Regions from separate parts of the Mus musculus genome. Here all the other regions are linked to region 1. Evidence: chromatin contacts called from public promoter capture Hi-C data. All regions are on one chromosome and are shown on one strand. Each heading gives the region's core, a stretch centred on a gene start, on an enhancer-like site or on the middle of the called end of the contact. The rest is flanking DNA. Distances are from core to core; before and after follow the strand shown.

The links. Promoter capture Hi-C pulls out the DNA fragments that hold promoters and counts their contacts. Capture Hi-C pulls out chosen DNA fragments and counts their contacts.
Region 2: a promoter capture Hi-C map of liver shows a contact between it and region 1, with 4 times the contacts expected there. The contact joins the promoter of Wtip here to the promoter of Gpatch1 in region 1.
Region 3: a promoter capture Hi-C map of adipose tissue shows a contact between it and region 1, with 2.3 times the contacts expected there. The contact joins the promoter of Uba2 here to the promoter of Gpatch1 in region 1. A contact is called at or near these places in 2 of 39 promoter capture datasets (both in liver), 1 of 484 Hi-C or Micro-C datasets (cortical neurons) and 1 of 9 other capture datasets (adipose tissue).
Region 4: a contact with region 1 is called in a promoter capture Hi-C map of pre-B cells. The contact joins the promoter of Gpi1 here to the promoter of Gpatch1 in region 1. A contact is called at or near these places in 7 of 39 promoter capture datasets (the 3T3-L1 cell line, cranial neural crest, frontonasal cranial neural crest and 3 more) and 2 of 115 datasets of contacts at active chromatin or transcription factors (embryonic forebrain and pancreatic cancer cells).

The regions. Positions count from the first base shown.
Region 1 is chr7:35,317,072-35,319,842 of GRCm38.p6, forward strand. It overlaps Gpatch1 (G patch domain containing 1), which reads right to left and starts at 1,369. Exons shown (of 20, transcript NM_026181.1): 1 at 1,270-1,369. The coding sequence starts at 1,342.
Region 2 is chr7:34,131,820-34,134,590 of GRCm38.p6, forward strand. Wtip (WT1-interacting protein) reads right to left here and starts at 1,449. Exons shown (of 8, transcript NM_207212.2): 1 at 670-1,449. The coding sequence starts at 1,240.
Region 3 is chr7:34,167,185-34,169,955 of GRCm38.p6, forward strand. It overlaps Uba2 (ubiquitin-like modifier activating enzyme 2), which reads right to left and starts at 1,345. Exons shown (of 17, transcript NM_016682.2): 1 at 1,189-1,345. The coding sequence starts at 1,326.
Region 4 is chr7:34,228,884-34,231,654 of GRCm38.p6, forward strand. It overlaps Gpi1 (glucose-6-phosphate isomerase 1), which reads right to left and starts at 1,453. Exons shown (of 18, transcript NM_008155.4): 1 at 1,209-1,453; 2 at 400-490; 3 at 45-113. The coding sequence starts at 1,330. It overlaps Gm12762 (a long non-coding RNA gene), which reads right to left. Exons shown (of 2, transcript XR_881947.3): 2 at 2,299-2,771.

The DNA.
Region 1 (2,771 bases), core at 119-2,618:
AGAGTCTCAGTGAAAATGTCTCAGAGGTATAGCCAACAGGTCAGGATGGGAAGCAGGAGGCGGCAGTGGGGGGAAGCCTCACCAACAAAAGTCTACAGGTAACTTCTGGTCCACCACTGTGACTCCTCTATCTTCCCCACAATGTTAGCACTCCCATCAGCGGTATGGACACCCAGTAGATAAACCTAGTCATTAAGTGAAACAGACCGGAAACGCCACAGAGCCTTGCTTCATCTTACCTTCACCCCTGTATTTCTGTATTTCACGAGCAACTCCAGTCAACACCGGTCAAGTCTGCTCCATGCAAAACCTACTCAACAGCTGTTGCTGCTAACTCTCCAGTCCACACAACCACAGTCTCCCTGCTTCATTCCTGCCCACCCCCCAAGGAAACTACTCTCAAAATTAAAGCAAACATAATGTTAAAACATGCATCCTGCCAGGCATGGCACTACACACCTTTAACACCAGCACCTGAGAGGCAGAGGCTGCTAAAATACTGTGAGTCCAGCCAAGTGGAGCTAGCAAGGCCCTGTTCCCCCCCCCCCAAAAAAAAAGTAAAAGGGAAGAAATGCATTTCTCTTTGTGTAAACTGAACCAATACCCGTAGTATAAGAGCCAAACTCCTGGCTGGGTGTGACGGCACACAGCTGCAAACCAAGCACATGTTACACAAGAATAGGAGGATCAAGAGTTCAAGTCCAGTCTGGGCTATAAAGTGGGGTTTGATGTCAGCATGGGTTACATGAGACCCTGTCAGAAAAAGGAAAGATTCCAATTCTTGGGGTTGGATATGTAGCTCAGTTGTAACACACTAGCCTAGAATGCACGAGGTTCCCTCCTCAGGGACACACACACTCCAGATTCCTTACCATGGCAAGGGCCACCCACACGAATCCTGACTATCCCTAGACTGCTAAGCTGTCTGCCACTTTAAGGGATTTCCTATCTCAAGTGTTTCTCCCCAGATTTTCCAGGTCTGGTTTCTTTTACTTTCAAGGACGGGTGCAAACGTTGCCTCGGGACAAGAGACTGACTGACCGCCCTCCATCATACCCATGTTGCCTAGTCATTCCTGCATCTCCCAGCCCTCCGCGTCCTTCTCTGCCCCCCGAGAACGCGGCGCCCAAGTGCAGTGCACAAGCCTCTCCAGCGTGTTCCCTGTGCCCACAGCGAGCGAGCCCAGACCCAGGACGAGATGTCGCTGTCGCCCACGTGCTGGACTCTCAGCCTGCGCCCTTCAGACACCGCCGGCCATCGGACCCGCACCTTCGTCCAGAGGCTCCAGGCCCGTTCCATAGCTGATCAGATCCTCGTCGCTGTCACTGTCCAGCGCCGCCATCCTGCTCCTTCCGGGCTCCGCCCCCTCGCTACGGGAGCCTCTATAGGCCAAAAACATTCAGTTTCGCTTCTGTGAACTGGAGCATTCTATAAAGACTTGTTTGAGGGGGAAATGTCACCTCCTCCTCGCAAATCATAGTCCTATGCAAGTCCGACTGCAGATAAGATTTGTATCTGTGCCGGGAAGTGATAGCGCACGCCTTTAATCCTAACAGTCAGGAGGCAGAGGCAGGAGAATCTCTGAGTTCGAGGCCAGCTTGGTCTACAAAGAAAGTTTCAGGACAATGAAAGCTACACAAAAAAACCCTGTCTCGTCTCGAGAAAAAAAAAAAAAGAAGAAGAAGAAAACGAAAACAAACAAACAACAAAAACAATATTGGTCTCTGTACACCCCATCCTGGCTCTGCCATGCGCCTGAGTACTGGAAGGACACAGCGATAAGATGCTGGAAACCAAATATTCGGACGCAGGGCAGAGTCTCTGTAATTCCGTACAGCCAGTCCTGCGACTGGCTCCTTCGCCCCTGCTTAATTGCCTCAGCCAGCAATAAGTGCCAACCCGATCTTCCACCGGTCCCAACCAGCTTCCGGAAAAGTGCTTGCCCAGTGGCCACTGTCTGGCCCTCTACACCGGAAATGGGAAGGAACCAACAGGCAGATGTGTCTTTAGTGCACATCGTATGAATCGGGCCACACACACACTCACACACAATATACTTGTCATCTTTATATTTGCAAAAGTGAGGCCCCCTCCTAGACTTTTGGAAGGATTTGCCGACCCTGAGAATATCAGAACCCTGCACGCTAAGGAAATTGGTGAAAGACAAGAAACAAGATATCAAGCATGGATAGAGAGCTGGACATCAGCCTAAACTACACAATGAGACACTATAATAAATAATCAAATAATTAGAAAAGAGAGAGAGAAGCAGACCAAGTGGGCTAAGAATGAGAGGTCCTTCAGAAAATCTAAGGTACAGACATCTGCCAATGGGCGCTGTTATCTCACTTCACAAGCTTGGCCAAGACGTGGGGGGGCGGGGGGGGGTGTGATTCAGCCTGGCTTGGTGACTCACACTTTTAATCTCAGCACTCAAGAGGCAGAGGCAGAGGCAGAGGCAGAGGCAGAGGCAGAGGCAGAGGCAGAGGCAGAGGCAGAGGCAGAGGCAGAGGCAGAGGCAGAGGCAGAGGCAGAGGAGGCAGAGGAGGCAGAGGCAGAGACAGAGGAGGCAGAGGAGGCAGAGGAGGCAGAGGCAGGGGGATTTCTATGAGTTTAATGTCAGCCTAGTTGTCTAAGTGAGTCCAGGGCTGCCAGGCCTCTGTTACATAGAGAAAGTGTCTCGAAAGCAAATAAACAAACAAACAGATGGTTGTGAACCACTGGGAATTGAACTCAGGAAGAGCAGTCAGTGCTCTTAATCACTGAGCCAT
Region 2 (2,771 bases), core at 199-2,698, 1.2 Mb before region 1:
CCTTGGTCCTGTAGCCTCACACAGTTCCACCTACAGCCTCTACCAGCACTGAAGTCTCAGTCACACAGGTTCAGGGGTACCCGGGGAACCCCATCTTTCTGCCCCTATCCATGCCTCAGTTGGAAGGGGAGACGCTTCCGTTCTGCTCTTCATCAAACTTTATTAGGGGCAATACTAGGGATGAAGAAGAATGCCCAGCAAAGGAGCTTAAGAATGGGTCAGCAGTAAGAGCTTGGTGCTCTTGCAGAAGACTCAACTTCTCAACGGAGAAGACTCAGTTCCCAATACTGCTCACAACCAGACTCCAGTTCCAGGAATCTGACACCTTCTGACCTCCCGAGGTACTTTCAATATACACCTAACTGAATCTTTTGCAGAGTCCATATGTCTCTACTCCTAGAACTTCAGAGTCGGGGGCAGGAAGACAGGCCAGTCTAAGCTACAGAGTGAAACCTTGTCTCTAAGTAAATAATCATTTTTTTAAGTGTCCAGAAAACAGGTTAGGCTGTCAATCAGCCTGATTTTGTCTGGATCCCACCCCTCACCCACCCCCACCCCACCCCCGCCTCAAGTCAGGAAGCGCCGGGCATCTCCGCATCCGTGGCTGGAGAACAGCCCTTACCAGAACCCCGGGACCCCCGACCCAGACCCTGGCCCGCGCACGCTCACCAAAGTAGTCTCGCGCCGTGCGCGCCTCGAGCGCGCGCTCCAGTTCCCGCGTGAGCGCCTCCAGCCGCCGCTCGGCCGCACTCGGGCCGCCCTCCCGGCCCGGGGGCAGCGGCAGCGACGGCAACGGGAAGGGGAACTGGGCAGGCTCCGGAGAGCGGGCGGGCGCCGGGCCGACGCCGGGCGGCAGCAGGTCTGCACAGGCGCCCGCTGAGCCACGGGAACCCAGGCTGGACACGCTGGAGCGCGCGCTGCCCCCCGACGGCGGCCCGGGGCCGGGGCCGTGGCGCTGGTCATAGCCCAGGCTGATACCGCTCGAGCGCGCGCTGCCGCCGTCCGAGCCCGCGAGGCTGGCGCGCGGGCCTCGCTCGGGGCGGCTCGGGACGTCGGGCGCGGCCTCGGGGCCGCCGCAGCCACCCTTGCCTCGGCGGCCCGACGCTGGCGCCGCCTCGTCCACGGCCCTCGGCCCGCGCCGCACGCGCCCTGGGGAGCCGGCGGTCGGCTCCGACTCGCGCAGGCCCAGCCCGGCCAGGAGCAGAGCCGCGTCGTCCGCGGCCGTCCGCGAGCGCTGCATGGCCGTCGGCCCGCCGCGGCGCGTCACCTCCGCCTCCGCCGCCCGCCGCCGCCGCTCCGGCAGCGCCGCCGCATCGTCCGCCGGCCCGCAGCCCGCCCCGGGACCCCTGGGCGCGGGGCGGGGCGGGGCCCGGGTCGCGGTCGCTCGGCGTGGGCCGCACTCTCGCGCGGGGCCGTGGCGGGGAGGGAGGGAGGAACGGAGGCGCGCGGCGGAGGAATGCGCGCGCAGCTCGGGGCCGCGCCCCCTCCGCTTCGAGACCGCGCGCAGGGGGCGGGGGGACGGAGGGACTCCTTTGCCCCGTCAGGAATGTGAGGAAGGAGACTGCGCAGCGGCCTCTGGAATGTGGGGGGGGGCGGCGACGGCCCGGCCGAGGGGTGCGCAGACTTCGCGAGGACGCGGGCGGGACAGCGGTGGCCCAGGCTCTGGTCCACCCCGAGGCCTCAGGGCACATTCCAGATTCCCCCCCCACCCCCAGGCTGAGCCCCGAGCCCACATCCTCCCTCCCCATATTCCTCCCTGGCCCTCTGCTAAAGGAACACAGCCTGATGCTGCCTGCTTTGTGCCACATGGATGTGACACCAACGTGGGAATTCTGGCAGTTTCAAAACACAGTGTAAGGATTCTAGCAAAGTCTAGGTATAACCGTCCCAATTACACATTCTGGGACTTAGAAAAGAATCACGGGATGAGTTCCGGGACCCATTGTAAGTGTGACTTCCACCAAAATTCTTTTAGGCTGGAGCCATGGCTCAGAGGTTAGGAGAGTTTGTTGCTCTTGCAGGGGACCCAAATTCAGTTCTCAGCATCCACACGATGGTTCACAACTCTCCTTAACTCCAGTTCGAAGAAATCTGACCACCTCTTCCACTGCTAGGCATGAACGTCGTGCATGATGTACAAGCAAGCAAAACAAGCCTGTTTATCAACTGGCATCCCTACTTTAATTGGAGAGCCATAATGAGTCTAAGGGTTTTTTGTTTGTTTGTTTGTTTGTTTGTTTGTTTTTTCCGATGTGAGGGGACTCTCAGAATTATTGTCAATTTAGAACCAGTATCCACTAGGCCTTGGAAAATCCAGTTGTTTCCTTTTCTCCGTGTTAGTTACCCTGGTAGAAGGAAGCAGGCTGAACGTGAGACTCCCATATTGTATCTTACCCCAAACCCACAAACAAACAAAAATCTGTCTTACCCTGCAAGAGCTGTCATGGGAAAGAAAACCAAACCTCATGTGTTGTGTCCCAGTAATCAGGAAAACAGTTTTAAAGGAAAGCCCTTCACTTCCAGACTCCCTTTTCTCAGAGGGGGATGGTAACATGCCCCAGTACCAGGGGAAGGGAGCTTGTTGGCAGCAGACTGACCTACCCAGATGCACAGAAGCCTGGCCTTCACTGTGCAAAGAGCCAGCTGGGACACCTGCTTCCCAGATGGAAGGGAAACTGTAGTGTCTGGCCCATCCCCCCCAACCCGCCCTCCAACCTCCCCACACACACATGCACCTCCTAGGACCTAAGGAATTCCAGCTCTGCCTTATG
Region 3 (2,771 bases), core at 95-2,594, 1.1 Mb before region 1:
AATTAACATCATTTACATTCTATTTCAACAAACTTACATAAGCAACAAAATGTTCTCATCATCAAACATTCTAAAGTTTAGAGTAGTATGGGAAAATTATGGAACATAATCATTGAAATATTCATTTGTACTTCAAAGTTCACTATAAAAATTTAACCAAAGAAAATTAAAACAGAGAACAAGCATTTACTTTTTCAATTCACTCCTGTCTATTGAAAAATCTACTCTTAAAATAGCATCAAGCGTCACTAGCATATTATGGATTATACTATTTTCTATGGACCAAAACTGGGTGTGAAGCCTGACCAATGAAGAATGTTTCCCTCCAATTCTGCCTCAGCTGAAACCCTGACACCTGCAATTTCATCCCGTGTTTCTGTTAAACCTTAAGGCATCTTCAATTCACATCCAAGGTTCATATAATATCTCCAACACATTCACAAATTACAGGGGTTTCCTGTCATTGCACATTACGCTAACGCAAAACTTAAGAATCCTGACAACCAAAAAAAAAAATTTTTTTTTAATTTCTTGGGTAAGATGTTGCTACGTAGCCCAAGCGGACCTCAAACTTCCAGTTCTACAGTCTCTCGATGCACGGATTACAGTCTGTCACCCAATCCTGCAAACCCCAGGGAGTATCTATAATGACATAAACACGGATCTGCACGATGCCCAGACCAGAGGAGCGCGAGCCCCAAGGAGTCTAACCAGCCACTTACGGCGTGCCCCCAGGGTAAGTTACTCAACCTCATAGCGTCTCACTTTCCTCATCTGTTAAAAATAAAACGGGATGCAGACAGCACTTGCAACCTGAGGGCCGGTGGCAGACTCGGGAATGAATGCACGTGTGCACGCCCGGCGTGCTGTGGCTGGTGGCTGCAAACCGCTCGGCCGCGGGATCGTTATTTTAAGTTGGAGAATATTTGAATTAAAGTCACAGCATCTACAGGGTCTCTTCTTGCATCCCAGTGTAACTGGGGAAACTGCCTCGGGAGGCGGCGCGCGCAGGCCCAGGGAGCCGAGGGCCGCGAACAGGAGGTCCGGAGAGCCGGAGTCCCGCGTCCCACCAACCCGCTTCCCGCACGGTGATCCTAACCCCAGGCCTCTCGGGCCGCGCCGCCCTGACTCCCGCCCGGAACCGGGCCCCGCAGGCAGACCGCCATTCACCCGGAGCCCGGGCCTCACCAGGTCGATGTGGGAGAAGCCAGTGAGCACCAGGTTCTTGAGCAGCTCACAGCCGATCCCACCCGCGCCAACCACCAGCACCCGGCCGCCGGACACCGCCTCGGCCAGCTCCCGGGGCAACCCCCGCGACAGTGCCATGGCGGGACGTCTACGAGCCGCCTCACAGTCGGAGGCGGGAGAACCAGAGCGGCAGCCGGAAGTCGGTGGGGGAAGGGCAGCGCAGCTTCCGCTCCTGCGCAGTGCGGCCGCCATCCCGCCCCGGGATGGGCTCAGGCGACACCCTGAGTCCTGGGATTACTTCTCACACAATTCCAGAGGAACACAAACCAGCTCTCAGCCTGAGATGCCTAGGGTCACCTTCTAAAGACCTCGGTTTGAATTCCCAACAAAAGCTCTTTATTTAAAGGTTAAAAAAGCTATGACCCGGCCGGGAAGTGGTGGCACACGAGGAGGATTTCTGAGTTCGAGGCCAGCATGGTCTACAGAGTGAGTTCCAGGACAGCCAGGGCTACACAGAGAAGAAACCCTGTCTCGAAAAAACAAAAGAAAGAAAGAAAAAAAAGCAGGAAACACATATTAAACGACATACAACATAGCCACATTTATCAATATACTCCATGAGCTGGACCGATGGCCCAGAGGTTAAGCGCACATACTGCTACTGCAGAGGACCTGAGTTCAGCTGTCAGCATTCATATTAGGCAGCTCAACACTACCTGTAACTCCACCTACTAGGGATCTAACACACTCTTCTGGCCTCAGCAGGAAAACAGACACACATACTGCTTACATCCTCACAAATACATTCTCATACACATAACAAAAAATAACAATAAACCTTACAACTATATTCCAATATTAAAATTTTCAGCAATGCAAAAACTGCTATTATTTTTGCACCCACCAAATTGATGAAATATACTGTGGCTTTTGTCAACCACTCATGACTGCTAACGCTCTTGCTTCTGTTGACCATTGTTTGTCAATCATTCATGGCTGGTAACACTCTGAGGATAAGCCATGGAGCTAGAATGCCTCAGATGGAAATCAGGTCACAGAAACACTAATTTTCCTCTACTTTTCTGTCTTGGAACTGACTGTAAAGAAGTTCTCTGATTCACGCTGACTCCGGTACAGTCAGCATCAGTTATGAGACTGTTTCCTGTGTGTCTGCCACATGTACACACACTACATGTGGAGGCTAGTGTGCCCTTCCCCCCAGCCTTGAGCTGGCTGAATCAGACCGGTTTCTGCCACAGTAGGCTAGCCCACCCAGGGTGGAGTCTTCTGACCTAGGTGAAGTCTTTTGTCTGCCACATCTGCAGCTTCCTGCAAGAAGCTACCTGCAGAACAGCTGAGCTTGCTTTCCTGAGGTGATCCTGACAAAGTGGGGGATGGGTCTCCCCCCTTTAAATTTAAGACTATATTGAGCCTTGTTCAGAGAACTTTGCCTTGGCTTGTTATTTCTCTAGTCATCCTTCCCATCCATCCCCAGCTTTCCTTTCAGGAACCCAGTAACCCATGGCCACTGGCAGCTGCAGGCTAGAGGAGAATTCTGGGTATCATACTCTATCACTTTCCAC
Region 4 (2,771 bases), core at 203-2,702, 1.1 Mb before region 1:
AAGAGGAGGAAGAGGGGGGGGGGGCGGCGGGTGTAACTGCTTACCTCGGTGTAGTTGATCTTGGAACCACTGAACATGTTGTCCCGTGCAGCCTCCACGCCTCTGGACTTGGCCTAGGGAGAGAAGCCACTGCTGAGGTCTTGTATCCCATCCCCCATCCTCATCACCTATCACAAGTCCAGCCCCCCTCCCCCCCCACTCCCCCCCCCCCTTGAGGCTGACAGATGTTCTTCATAGACAGATTCCTTTTCCAGCATCTTCAAAGAGTCTGCTCAATCAGCAGGGGGCCTGGAGATCCCTGGGATACCAACTCCACACCGGGACCTAGAACCCAAAACAAAGCGCAGCCCCCACCCACAACCCAACCCAGAGATCACAACTCCCCAGTCAGAACATTACCAGCTCCACCAGCATCTGCATCACCTCCTTGTTCACAAGGTTCTTGGAGTAGTCCACCAGAATATGCCCATGGTTGGTGTTGAGGTTCAAGCTGCAGAAAGATGGAGACGCTGCTGGTCACACCCCAGCGGCAGTGCCTGGCCACAAAGGCTGACCTGTAGCAGTGTTAAGTAGTGTAGGAAGCCACGCCACAGAAAGAAGATGTAGACAGATCCTGGGCAGAACTTCCCCCTTCAAGCTCCACATCTCAAACTTACAAGGAAACACCCAGGGAGAGGTATCAGGGACGTCCAGTGAGGAACCACAGGTGGTCATCCCAGGTCCCTCGCCTCCTGGCATCAGTGACAAGGCACGAAGATGCATCACATGTACGATTTCTTCCACCCTCCCTTCTATTTCGCAGTCGCTCACAAGTCTCTCTGGCCTCTGCATCCTGCCTCCGCCGCTCTATTTTTACACCGTGGCTCCCAGGAAATCTCAGCCTTACCCACCCTGTCTGACCAAAGCCCACTAGGAGCAGGTGGGAGGGGACAGCTCTCTCGTGCCTGTCGAGCCAGCAGCGGCTGCTCCTCCTCATGGGTGGTTAGAAATCCCTACTCAAATGGCTGAGACTGAGAGGCGGGGGCGAAGGGATCCCCAAGGAGGAGCCGATTCCTCCTAATGACTAAGCAGCCTCGGCCCTCTGGCTAGCACGCGGGTCCCAAAACCCACTCCAAGGAGGCATCAAGGACAAAGTGCGGCCCCGGCCTGGGCCCTGCAGGGCTGCTGGGGGGGGGGGGGTCACGGGAGCCCCGACCCCGTGCGTGCACCTGAAGTTGTTGAAGCGCTCCGGATCCGCCTCAAAAAGTTCGCGCAGCTTGAGGTTGGCAGAGTTCGCGCGGTGCCACTCCAGGAGCTTCTGGAACTGCGGGTTCCGGGTGAGCGCAGCCATGGCGAGGGACCCGAGAGGTACACGGAGCAGGACGTGCTCGGAAGAGGAAGGAAAGAGGAGCGGCGGCGCGCGGCAAGTCGGTACCAGTGCGCGCAGCGGGCTTTATGGCGCAGGCGTCCGACCCCGCCCCGCCTCCGGCCCCGCCCCACCTCTGTCCTCCGCGTCCGCTAGGCGACCTTGCCGGCAGCTGTAGATCTGGGGGCCTCTGCTGGCCTCTCTGTAACACAAGTGTGGCCACTTGCGATGAACCTTGGCTGGCTTCTGTTCGGAAGTGACTTGAAGGGCAGAGGCGGAGTTTCTCGTGCCAGATCCGCTTGCTTCTTTCATTCATTCATGTATTCAATTCAGCAGAACTTTTTTTTTTTAAAGAATTTATTTACTATATGTAAGTACACTCTAGCTGTCTTCAGACACTCCAGAAGAAGGAGTCGGATCTCCTTACGGATGTGTTTGCTGGGATTTGAACTCAGGACCTTCGGAAGAGTAGTTGAGTGCTCTTACCGGCTGAGCCCAATTTAGCAGAACTTTATGGAATGCCTTCCTGGTTAGAGGTACTAAAGCAAGTGTTGTGGGTACGTAAGCCAAATAAGTAAATAGAATTTATGGGATTTCAGAGCTGGCAAGTGCTCCTGAGAAGAGGCAAACTGGATGAAGCCCCAGAGATGAAACTGTGGTTAAGAACACATAGTTCCCTTGCAGAGGACCTGAATTGGGTTCCCAGTACTCATAACTGCCTGTAACTCCCGCTGCAACCAATGGGAATACCAATGGCACTTGCATCCTTATGCTCATACCCACCCCACACATAATTAATGCTAAAATTATATACCCACCCCACACACATAATAAAAATTGTATGTCCACTCCCACACATAATTAATAAAATATCCACCACACAATAAAAATGAAATTATATGTATATATATTTAAAGGCAGGTTGGAAATAAGCATTTCCTTTAACTAAATGGTTAAGAAAAAAAAATTCACTCTTTATTATATTTGAGTAAAAGCATGAAGGGGAAGAAATGAGCCAGTTGGCTACCTGGAAGGAAAGTGTTCAGTCAAAGGGAAAAGACACTGCAAAGTCTGAGACAAGAGCACCCATAGATGTCCCACAAACAGCACCCATAGATGTCCCACAAACAGAAGACACATGTGGCTGGAGTGGAGCAGATTAGGGGAAGAAGTCATAGAGGTGACATTAGAGAAGGGAATTCACCCAGTGGCTTACAAATCATTGTGAGAATTTTGATTTCTGTTTAGAGATGAGGAGCCACTGAACAAGTCCACATGGAGCAGGGACTTTATCTGACACACTGCCTAATGGATCAGTTAGCTCAGTGAGCTAAAGCAGGTCCTGAGGGAGGGAGCTTCAGTCAAGCAGGAGGAGACGGACATAGAGGATGGAATGAGTGAGGGATCCATAATCGCCTAGAGAGAA